4 separate regions of the Sus scrofa genome follow, and all the other regions are linked to region 1. The links are chromatin contacts, called in public Hi-C and HiChIP or PLAC-seq maps. All regions are on one chromosome and are shown on one strand. Each heading gives the region's core, a stretch centred on a gene start, on an enhancer-like site or on the middle of the called end of the contact. The rest is flanking DNA. Distances are from core to core; before and after follow the strand shown. Region 1 holds the start of AAK1 (AP2-associated protein kinase 1). Region 2 holds the start of GFPT1 (glutamine--fructose-6-phosphate transaminase 1). Region 3 holds the start of NFU1 (NFU1 iron-sulfur cluster scaffold homolog, mitochondrial). Region 4 holds the start of GMCL1 (germ cell-less protein-like 1).

Evidence for each region. Hi-C and Micro-C count contacts between places; a contact is called where the count stands out from the background. HiChIP or PLAC-seq counts read pairs in DNA pulled down with a chosen protein or histone mark.
Region 2: a Hi-C map of skeletal muscle shows a contact between it and region 1, with 5 times the contacts expected there. The contact joins the promoter of GFPT1 here to the promoter of AAK1 in region 1. A contact is called at or near these places in 2 of 5 promoter capture datasets (fetal skeletal muscle and skeletal muscle), 5 of 47 Hi-C or Micro-C datasets (alveolar macrophages, embryonic fibroblasts, fetal skeletal muscle and 1 more) and 2 of 2 datasets of contacts at active chromatin or transcription factors (alveolar macrophages and skeletal muscle).
Region 3: a contact with region 1 is called in an H3K27ac HiChIP or PLAC-seq map of alveolar macrophages. The contact joins the promoter of NFU1 here to the promoter of AAK1 in region 1. A contact is called at or near these places in 1 of 5 promoter capture datasets (liver), 1 of 47 Hi-C or Micro-C datasets (heart right ventricle) and 2 of 2 datasets of contacts at active chromatin or transcription factors (alveolar macrophages and skeletal muscle).
Region 4: a contact with region 1 is called in a Hi-C map of liver, with 7 times the contacts expected there. The contact joins the promoter of GMCL1 here to the promoter of AAK1 in region 1. A contact is called at or near these places in 3 of 47 Hi-C or Micro-C datasets (embryonic fibroblasts, heart right ventricle and liver) and 1 of 2 datasets of contacts at active chromatin or transcription factors (alveolar macrophages).

The regions. Positions count from the first base shown.
Region 1 is chr3:72,792,662-72,795,282 of Sscrofa11.1, forward strand. AAK1 (AP2-associated protein kinase 1) reads left to right here and starts at 1,316. Exons shown (of 21, transcript XM_021087408.1): 1 at 1,316-1,671; 2 at 1,975-2,386. The coding sequence starts at 2,224. LOC102163904 (a long non-coding RNA gene) reads right to left here and starts at 1,149. Exons shown (of 6, transcript XR_302389.3): 1 at 901-1,149; 2 at 313-464.
Region 2 is chr3:73,027,582-73,030,202 of Sscrofa11.1, forward strand. GFPT1 (glutamine--fructose-6-phosphate transaminase 1) reads left to right here and starts at 1,330. Exons shown (of 19, transcript NM_001194979.1): 1 at 1,330-1,376. The coding sequence starts at 1,370.
Region 3 is chr3:72,981,740-72,984,360 of Sscrofa11.1, forward strand. It overlaps NFU1 (NFU1 iron-sulfur cluster scaffold homolog, mitochondrial), which reads left to right and starts at 1,336. Exons shown (of 8, transcript XM_021087412.1): 1 at 1,336-1,490. The coding sequence starts at 1,429.
Region 4 is chr3:72,618,367-72,620,987 of Sscrofa11.1, forward strand. It overlaps GMCL1 (germ cell-less protein-like 1), which reads right to left and starts at 1,330. Exons shown (of 15, transcript XM_021088403.1): 1 at 812-1,330. The coding sequence starts at 1,071.

The DNA.
Region 1 (2,621 bases), core at 66-2,565:
AAGAAGAGGAATAAGGAAAAGAGGGAGAGGGAGAAGGAGAACCAGGAAGAGGAGGAAGAAGAGAAAGCAGCAGCATAAACCTCTCACAGCTCAGTTCAATTTTCAGATTAGAGAAAGCAAGAACCATCCTCCCTGCCCCGCCCCGCCCCCACATCTTCTCAAGTGTCTGCAGAAAAAATCTGGAACTAATTTACAAGCCAAGAAGGCTCTCGCAGAATTAGGGCGAGCAGGTGGAAGTGAGAAATAACCCATATTTAGGGATTTGGAAAATCATGGATTTGCGGAGGGGGATGGGCAGGGATTTGACACTACCTTCAGCACCATCCATCAGGAAATCTAGGAATGGAGAAGGGTCCCAAGATGCCTTCCAAATCTTCTGCATTTGGCAGAGGTAAATCACGCTGTCCACCCCCACTCTCAGCAGTTGGACGATATCAGGATAAAATAGGCATCATGGGGGGGATCTTGAAGTGAAAAGAAATAACAGGTCAGCCTAGAGTTCTTGTATGGAAGGGGGTTAGTGAAGGTCAGGCCCACCCACAGCAACAGAAAAGGTGGCAGAATGCAGGGTCACCGTGAGACAAGCCCCAAAGTTTGGGTTCAAACCAAAGGTTTGGGTCTCCTGATACCCTACGATCTGCCCTGCACACGCTCTTTAACTTTCTCAGTTTGAGTCGCGCCTGTAGATTTCCTGAAAAGACAACGTCTTATGAGGACTAGCTCAGCTGAGCTGGTTCTTAGTAACATCTGAAGCTGGAGGAGGAAGGGCTCCAGGCTTATTTATGTTAGGGTTGGCGTTTGGGTGTGGTCTGGTAAAACAAAAACCAAAAAAAAAACCCCAAAATCCAAAAACCAAAAACATCTGCCAGCAAAATTTCCGGGTCACCCTCAGTCTTTCACCTCTGTCTGCCCAGGTGTCGAAGGTACGCCCAGCAGGACCCGCTAGGGGCTGAGCGGTTAAGCTGCGTCCTTCAGGTGTCAGCCGGGATATGCTTGGAAACCACAATCCCCAGAATCCCTTGTGCAGATCAAGCCTCAAATAAGATGGCTCCACAAGAGTGGAACATAGAGAGCAGGCTGGAAACGCTAGTCCCTAGCAGTTTTCTCGCCGGATGTTTAACCGAATCCTCACAAATGCACCACCCCACTAACCACCTTGCGGCGGAGGAGGCCACCGCAGCCGCCTCGCTCGCTCCTCCACGGGTATCTTGGGAGTTGTAGTCCAGCTGCTGGGATGCGCCGAACTACCTTTCCCATGGTGCCTTAAGGGTCGGGCAATATCAACGTTCTTTTCCAAAACTCTCCCCGCATTGAGGTCCCCCCCCCCGCCCCTTTCCCCAGCTCTCTACTCTCCGACGACTCCTTCCCGCTGGTTGTGAGAGAGCGGCTGCAGCTGGAGGCCTTGGCCTCTAGCCGCGCCGTCCCGAGAGGCACTTCCGGCGGCGTTTCACTTCCTGGTTGGATGGATGGAGCCGGGCGGGAGCGCGCACGGGGGAGGGGTGGCGGGTCAGTCTCCGCCGGGCGCTCCGGGGATCAGCTGGCGGGCGGGCGCCGAACGCTGCCCCGGCTCTAGCTGCAGCGCCGCCTCCTCACAGCTTCGCAGGCCGGCCCGGCGGCCGTGACAATGTTGCGGGGCTGGTAGCTGGGCGCCGGCCCGCCGAGCCATCTCAAGTGGGTGCCGCCGGGATGCTCTCTCGCGGGGCGGCGGGAGACCGGGGAGGAGGGGAGGCAGTGTCCAGCTGGGTCGGTGCTGCCGGAGGCGGCCCGAATCCCTCCTTTTTCAGAACCCTGGGCAAGAGGGTCCAGGGTTCTGGGGCTGAGAACCGGTGGGTTTTCAGCCCCAGGGTTTTTCTCCCTTAGAAAATGCATGAAGCGTTTCCCCAGGATGATGGCTTTTGCTCCCCCTAGGACTCAGCGGTTGAATTTTTAAGTGTGTTACTGATTCATCCTCTCTCTCTCCCTCTGTCATCACAGGTTTAAACTTACACGAATCGCTCTGTTGAGGAGGAGGGGACCGCCGCGCGATTGACACGCATATTCCTATAGGCATCCTCCCCCAGCCCCCACCCCCACGGCCGGATTCGGGTGGCTCCTCTCCGAGCTGAAATCCGAGAAGAAATCCTTGGATCTCTTGTTTTCTTAAAAAAAAAAAAAAAAAAAAAAAAATCAAAAAAAAAATCTAGAAACCGTCGGTATTTTGCTTTACTGCTTCCTTTCCGCAAGATGAAGAAGTTTTTCGACTCCAGGCGAGAGCAGGGAGGCTCTGGCCTGGGCTCCGGCTCCAGCGGAGGAGGGGGCAGCACCTCGGGCCTGGGCAGTGGCTACATCGGAAGGGTCTTTGGCATTGGGCGACAGCAGGTTACTGTGGACGAGGTGTTGGCGGAAGGTACGGTGGGACTCTTTCAGTGCGCCGTAAATTAAAATCCTGTGCTGATGCAGCAGGACTCTGGTTTCTAGTTGTTGAATGTATGAACGGCTCTAGACCGGTTGACCCTCCCTCCCTTCCCCCTTTCCTTGCCCTGTGAGTCATTGTCCTTGAGAAATTTAAAACTGAGATTTGAAAGTGACAAGGATTTGTGGGTAGAAGAAGGTTGCCAGAAATTGTTTACCTCGGTGGCCTT
Region 2 (2,621 bases), core at 80-2,579, 230 kb after region 1:
GTGAATGAATGTCCTTAAGTCTCTGGGGAAGACACAAAGGGTTTTCTCCAAGAGGCAGCATTTAGGCAGAGGTGGAGTGAGGATTCCAAAGAGTAAAAAAGGTGTGAGAATGTGAGCCCACTCGGGACTACCTGCTCCCAGGTTTGTTGGAGTGTAAAGTGTTGAAAGGTGCGGAAGGGAGAGAGCAGTAGTGTGAGCTAAGACCAAACACCTAGGATAAGAAGATCATGCACTGTTCTGTATGTTCCCTAAGTTTTTATTTTATTCTAGTCTTGGGCCATTAATAGAGTTATGATAACCATCTACATTTGATTAAAGATAGCATTTAAATCTTAAAGCAAATGCTCAGGTAATAAATTTTCAGAAACATCATCTCTCTCTGATTAAGTCTCTCTTGCCAGCAATGGTGCATTAATTTATAGAATTAATCATTCAGAGTCAAATGTACGTCTACCAAATGGAGGCAGTTCCTACAGTCCTCTCCCGTGGGCCATCTCAAGTCTAGGGTAGCAGAGTTTTTTAAGGCTGGGCGCACAGCGTTCGATAGTTGCGTTGTAAAATTTGACCTCTCCCTCCTCCGCAAAAAACTGGTTTATGGAGCAGTGGATGGGGATCGAAATGGGCAGCAGAGGGTTTTAGAGGCCAAGCATATGATTTTAGAGCTTAAGTCCTGAACTGAATCGTCTGTCACCAGAAAGTCTGGCTGAACCTGACCTCACCTCATAGTTTTTCTTTAACCTTATGTCTCCTTTCCACCTGACTTGTTTGTCCCCTAGGATCAAGCTTCCTGCTTTCTTCCTCCTCTCTCCCCGCTTCCTGGGGGTGCCATAGCTTGAGGCCCTGGTCTGCTCGAGGCGCACTCCCCAAGGCTATTTGCTTTGCTAACAATTCCATCCTGTTTCTTAATCTCTCCGTCATTCCCGGCCAGCCAGCGAGTTCTTTCTCCCCCACAGCGTAGTACCTCCCGCTGCTAGTCAGGGCGGCTCCAGGAACCTCAAGCGGATGCGACCGCGAGCCGGTGCCACGTCTCGGCAGCCAGCAGGCCAGCGCCTGCGTGGGCTCAGGGGCGGGATGGGGCGGAGCGGCGCGGGGAGGCGGGACGTGCCTGTGAGCGGCACGGAAGCGGTCCAATGGGACTTGCGGGCGGCGGCGGCGGCGCGGTGCGCGCCGGGGGGCGGGGCCCGGCGGCGGTTGTTCGCTAGCCCGGGAGGCCGAGACCGCTGTCGTTGCCTCGGCTGTCCGCATCTCTGAGGCTGTAGTGTCGGCTACCCCTTGGCCCCCAAGCCCGGAGATCGTCCCACAGGCTCGTGTGAGCTCCCGAACTCGCCAGCCACTCGCTGTTTCCTGTGCCGACCGTGCCTCCTGCATCATGTGCGGTAAGGGGGCCGCGGGCGGGGGGTGTGTTGCGGGGCGGTGCTGGGGTGCGGTGCGGGCGCCGCTGAGGTTTGGTTGCGCTGGCGGGAACCGGAGTCGGGAGGGTGCGAAGCCTGGGTGTTGGGCAGGGGGCGTCCCGTGGTGACTGCGGGTGCTGGGGGCGGAGGCCGGCCTCTAAGAGCTGGCGGGGTGGTGGTGAACCTAGAAAGGCACCTGAGAGGAGGGCGGGTCCTATAGGGAATCTGGGGGGCCAGAGAGGGCTTTGCACCGAGACACAAACCAGGAGGGAAGAGAAAGGTCTGTATTGGAAAAGGAGCGAGGGCTGAGGGAACTGAGGTGTGGAGGGGAGTGACTTCAGAGTCCACCAGGTGAGTGAGGCAACCTGTGGAACATCAGGTGAGGTCTCTTGAATTTTATTGATTGCATTCGTCCAGGATTTATCTTTTAAAAAATACTGTAGCTGCTTTCTTTCGGGCAGGCCCAGAAGAAATTCGAACCTTAGCTAAAGCTACGACAATGGCATTATGCACGATCTTACTTCCTGCCACCTACCACCCCCCCCCGCAGCGGCGGCCCCCCCCCCGGGGGGGGTCTCAACAGAAACCGTGGCTAATTAATATCTTGTGAATGGGTCCAGACGTGACCCTGGAGATAGATCTTACATCATTTATCATTTACGTGTACCATCCTCTTGAAACACTTGTGAAAAATGTTGGTGAACATTTAGTGACTGTTTTACCTAGAACAGTTAATACATAAAGTTAGGCCCTTTTATTCCATTTTTTGAGACTTAGTCATTTTAATATCGCCTAAAAGTGCGAGTTAAAAGGAATTGTCAGAATTATATCTGGAATGACTGATATGCTCTAAAATTGGTATTTACTTAGCTATCATCAGTAAAAAAGAATTGAGTTCTTACCTTTCTTACTGAAATGTACAACTGACCTAACTCTGGAAGAAGGAATACTTTTTTTAAGGGTGGTATGACTGTAATAGAATTTGAAGCTTTCTGGGGGACTTATTCTTTGTAGCCTTTGTCAAGAGGAACTGAGCAGGAGTTATTTTGTACTCATTAGTGTATATTATTCCCGTGTTTTAACTTTGTGCTAATGTCAGCTTCTGAAATGAGGAGCAGGTTTAAATTTAGAGTAGATTAAAAAAAAAGGCACAAAACAGAAACAACTATAAATAGCTTGTTGAAATTATTAGCTGTAGAGCTGACTTTAGATTCAGTTATTCTTTTGCTA
Region 3 (2,621 bases), core at 86-2,585, 190 kb after region 1:
AGACCAGGCAATGAACCTGAGCCTCAACTGTGAAAGCTCAGAATCCTAACCACTAGACCATGAGGGAACTTCCTGGTCACTTAACAGCGTTAAAAACTATTTTACTTTCTATCTTACTCTCAGGTATTTAAAAAAATATGGCCCAAGTCTTTAAAACTTCCATCTTGTACCTGCCTTCAAACTTTGCTTTTTTCCCTTGGTTAGGCATGGAGACCAGCCTCCTCTTTTTACACCTGCCTCCTGTAGGTCGGGGCAGGAGGAAGGAGCTTGGGATCACGGAGCAGTGGTCCCTTTCCTTGGCTGGGGTTGCCTGTGGCTTTCTGCACTGTTCCCTGAAGGGGGAACAACTTATGCAAAAGGCCCTTAGGTGGGAAATGATGTGGCATATTTAAGAGGAGGGGAAAAAGAGAGGAGGCTGGCAGTCTGCCTTCCAGAGAGTTCTTGCTCACATATGCAAGCACACGCTGGTAGACACAAACTATTTTTCAGAAATGGGATCATGTATACGTGCTGTTTCTAACCAATTTTGTTTTCCAATTAACATAAATGCCCCCCCCCCAATTTTTTAAATCAGTTTTTGCAAGGGAGAGAAACATATTTTGGTGGCTGATTGAAATGCTAATTGGCAGGAGTTCCCTGCAGGGTTAAGAGTCCAGCGTTGTCCCGCGGTTGTGGCTTGGGTCCCTGCTCTGGTGCAGGTTTCATCTCTGGCCCAGAAACTCCCACATGCTGCCGGTGCAGGAAAAAACAAAAACAAAAAACTTTCAAAATGCTAATTGTGGGAGTTCCCGTCGTGGCGCAGTGGTTAACGAATCCGATTAGGAATCATGAGGTTGCGGGTTCGGTCCCTGCCCTTCCTCAGTGGGTTAACCATCCGGCGTTGCCGTGAGCTGTGGTGTAGGTTGCGGACGCGGCTCGGATCCCGCATTGCTGTGGCTCTGGCGTAGGCCAGAGACTACAGCTCCGATTAGACCCCTAGCTTGGGAACCTCCACATGCCGCGGGAGCGGCCCAAGAAATAGCAAAAAAAAAAAAACCAAAAAAAAAAACAAACAAAAAAAACCCAAAATGCTAATTGTCATAAACCCCCTGAAGTGAATTTCCCTGAAGTGAATCGGCAGTTGTGATGCCAGGGAAGCGGCAGTCCTTCGTGCTTACTTAAGGACACTTGGGCAAGCGCCGCAAACATTTTTTTCTCTCTCTACCCTGTCCAACCTCAAGCAGTAGGTAGGAAATGATTTCTAGACAGCCTACCTCAGCCACAGCAGAGCCACACATGGCCGGTAGGGTGCGCTATCCAAGTGCCTCGCCAGTTCCAGGCCGGCCTGCGCCTGCGCTCGCGCCTGCGCGGGGCTCGGGCGCTTCCGCGAAGGGGACGGGGGAGGGTGCAGAAGAGCGGCCTTCCCTACGCCTGCGCTCTTGGACTAAGATGGCGGTGGCGCCCCGCCTGGGCTGGGGAGCTGCGGCAGCTGCCGCGGGGCTGCGAAGGCGGTAGGTGGTGAGCCTCGAGCTATGTATAGGGATGCCGCTGGGCTTAACAGCAGAGCGATCGCCGCCCCGCCCTGCTGTCTCTTAAACTGGGTGGGGAGAAGTGCCCCTGACCTTGCCTTTGGTTCCGCCCCCGTCGCCCAAGTTAGGGGTTTAATCCTGAGGTGGTCTTCTCTCCAGGGCGACCCCCGGATCATGCGGACCCTGCAGTGCCTTGTTCCAGGCTCCGAGACCTGGTGCCTGTGTCCCTGCGGGGAGGAGGCTCGCAGAGACCGGCTGTAGGGACCCAACGGAGGAGCCCTTTGTAAATCGCGGGGCCCCTCCATCCCCTCCTCCACATGCATTCCCTCTGCCTTTCTTCACAAAATCGGAATGTCAGACAGAATTTCACTCATTTTCTCAGTGAGGCCCAGAAAGGGAACGTGACCTTTCGGAGGCTACACAGCATCTAAGTGATGGAACTCTGATGAGCATCCAGAACCCTAGATTTCCTCCCTCTCACTAATTAAACCCACTCCGTTCCCTTGTTTTTCTTCTTTCCATTTGCCCTGTCTTTGAGTTTGGCCTCCCAATGACATCTGTCAACATTGGTTAGGTGAAAGGCACCGAGGACTTAACGTAGGTGTTTTACCTCGATTTCTCTTACGGAGCAAAAGGAGCCTAACAGAGGTTGACCTCCTGAGTGGTAGGAGTATCAGTGCTCTTGATGCTCTTGAAGTTGAAAGGTATTTCCTAAAAAATTAGGTTTGCAGAGATTTTTGTATTAGTCACTTCCTGTCTCCCTTTATTTATTTATTTAGTCTTTTTGGGGCCGCACAGGCAGCATATGGAAGTTCCCAGGCTAGGGGTCAAATTGGAGCTATAGCGGCAGGCCTGCCCCACAGCCACAGCAAGGAGGGATGCGAGCCACCACGTCTTCAACCTACACCACAGCTCAGGGCAACAGAGGATCCCCAAACCACTGAGAGAGGCGTGGCATGGAACCTGCATCCTCATGGATACTAGTCAGATTCAGTTTCTCCTGAGCCACAAGGGGAATTCCTCCCTCTCTTATTTTTGAATAGATCTATTCTGGGATTAATTTAACTCACCTTTACCATTTCATGACTCTAAACCCAGCTCAGTCAAAATATT
Region 4 (2,621 bases), core at 80-2,579, 170 kb before region 1:
GAAAGTACCTATGATTCTCTTATTTTACAATAAATATGTAATGTGTGTAGCATAAAATTTTTGAATCTTTTAAAGTTTCATTAAAAAATTACACCTATGTGTCCCACTGATGACCTAAAACCAGAAACAAACACAGAGCAACCAGATTGTGAAAATATATTCGACTTACAAACTACATTTTAGTTCACAAGTAACTATTCCGTTTTTCAATTCTTCTAAAAAAGGTTAAGCAAGGTGCCTTACACATACCCACGGTCAATGACTTCTGAGTACTAAAGACGGTGAAAGACTTTGTTCCTAGTGAAGAACAAACGTACCCACTCTTGATAAATTTCCTCTTTACCGTTGAGGAGAGCTTCTGAGTGTCATTTCCCCTCCATTGTGTGGACAACATGGGTGCCCGTTTCAGAGACTTAAATTTACGTGTTTTGTACTATTTAAGGCAGCTGGATGCAAAACAATTTATTCATCTGCCATCCACTCTGAGAGAAGCGAGGTGTACGACCAAAGGCCAGCCCTATCTGAGGTTTAATAAGGCGCAAGCTCAGGTTTGGCGTTTCTTAGCCTCAAGCTAGGGCTGTAATACTACCCTGGCAACGTCCGAGGTTTACAATTCACAATACCCGGCGTCTCCCCAGGTGTTCCCCATCCTCCCAGACCCCAACCGGTCCCACCTTTACCCTATCAAGAGCACGTCCGCTCTTCACGGGCTAGGGGGCGCCGCACTCCCCGAAATCTCCCCGGTGCCGGGCTCATCCCCACACTCCGCCACGGAAGCCGCCCAACAGGTGTGGGGGCGTCCCCCACGTACCTTCGAGGGGTGTTGAGGAGCCGCTGCTGCTCGTCCCCCTCCTCCTCATCCTCGTCTGTCTCGGAGTCGGGGTGACAGTAGCAAAAAGCCCCGCTGCTCCTCTTGCGCTTGCGGCTGCCCGGACAGTAACAGAAGCCGTGGCCGGCCGCGTCGCCCCCAGTCTCCGGCCTCCGGGCCGAGGCCCCCGTCCCAGAACCCGGCTCCTGCTGGGGTCCGGCTCGCCCCGGGTGGCGCAGCACTCGGCTGCTCAGCGAGCCCATGAGTCACAGCTCCCCAGGACTTCAGGGAGCGCACCTCAGGGAGCCCAACCGAGACAGACTCCCGCCATGGCCTGGCCGCTGCTGCGGGCCTCCACGTAGCCTAGACGCCTACACCGCCACCTTCTCACGCGCAGCCCCGACCGTTGCAGCGGACACTACCGCCTCCATCCTCCGCCCCGCCCGCAGCGTCTGGCCGCGCAGTGCGCACGGACCGCAGGACCTCGCCCCCAGCTTTCGCAACAAAGCGCGGACCCGACAGCGCACGCGCACGGCGAGCCTCCGGAAGGGGTGGGGAAGCTCGTGTGCGTCGCGGGTGGAGCATGCGCAGAACGGGATGAGGGTGGGCGATGGGGCTTGTGTACGTGGGTTGGCCCCTTCTACCCTGAAGTGTTCTGGGGTCCTGTGCACACTGAGTCGGGGGAGACCTAGCCTTTAGCGTTACTTCGTAGATCCTTTTGTTTTAGTGCGACCCGCGACTCCAGCTCATTTGTTCTTTCTGCAAAGGTTCCTTAAGCTCCAGAAGTCTACTGAACAAGCGGCAAAAAAGACGTTGCTGTTTGGGGGTCTTTGGAGGAATTTACAACGTAATAGGGCCACGCCCTGCGCACGCTTTCGTAGTGAGAGGGACCTGGAATGTGGAGCTTTGCCAGACGGTTGGGTTTTTTAAGCAGCACCTCTCCGCTTTCCTTGACTGATTATGGTAGCCAATGCCTGCACTCTTTTCCTTCCCTGCTAGTGGCAGTGGGATGTCTAAATAGAATCTGTACCGGGGCTATCAGGGCTTAAAGTGCCTTCTGGAGGCCCAAGCAAAATTTTACAAGTGTCTGAGCAAAAATTACAGGTATATGCCTCGAGTACGCAGCTATCGCTGGGACCCTGGACAGTCAGCTTCAATACCTGATTCTCTTCTGCCACATTTTAAATATTTGTTTTTGTCTTTTCTAGGGCTGCACCCACCGCATATGGAGGTTCCCAGGCTAGGAGTCTCCTCGGAGCTGTAGCGCCGGCCTAAGCAACGTGGGACCTGAGACAACTCTGCGACCTACACCACAGCTCACAGCAACACGGGATCCTTAACCCACTAAGCGAGGCCAGGGATCGACACTGAAACTTTGTGGTTTCTAGTAGGATTCGTTAACCACTGAGCCACCACTGGAACTCCCTAAATAAAATATAATGAATTACTCAAATAGGGTAGTATGTTAAATCCCTGTGGACCCACCACAAGTATGGTAACTTACATTTTAATAACTTTAATGTATTATACTTGCTTTGTTCATTCTTTTAACTAGAACCATGCAGACAGGCAGCAGCTCTCTCTCCATCTCAGTCTCTCTCCCTCCCCTGTAATGAGCACTATTCTCCTAATGGTGTGTATCATTATTCCCACACATGTTCTTATAACTGTATCCATAGCAATATATTTTCTTTAGCGCGTTTAGACATGTAATTAAATGGAATCAGTCATACCTGTCATTCTACACCTTCTCTCTCAAAATTATACTTCTGTGACTTGATCAATGGACAAATCTCTAAATTTTCATTGCTTG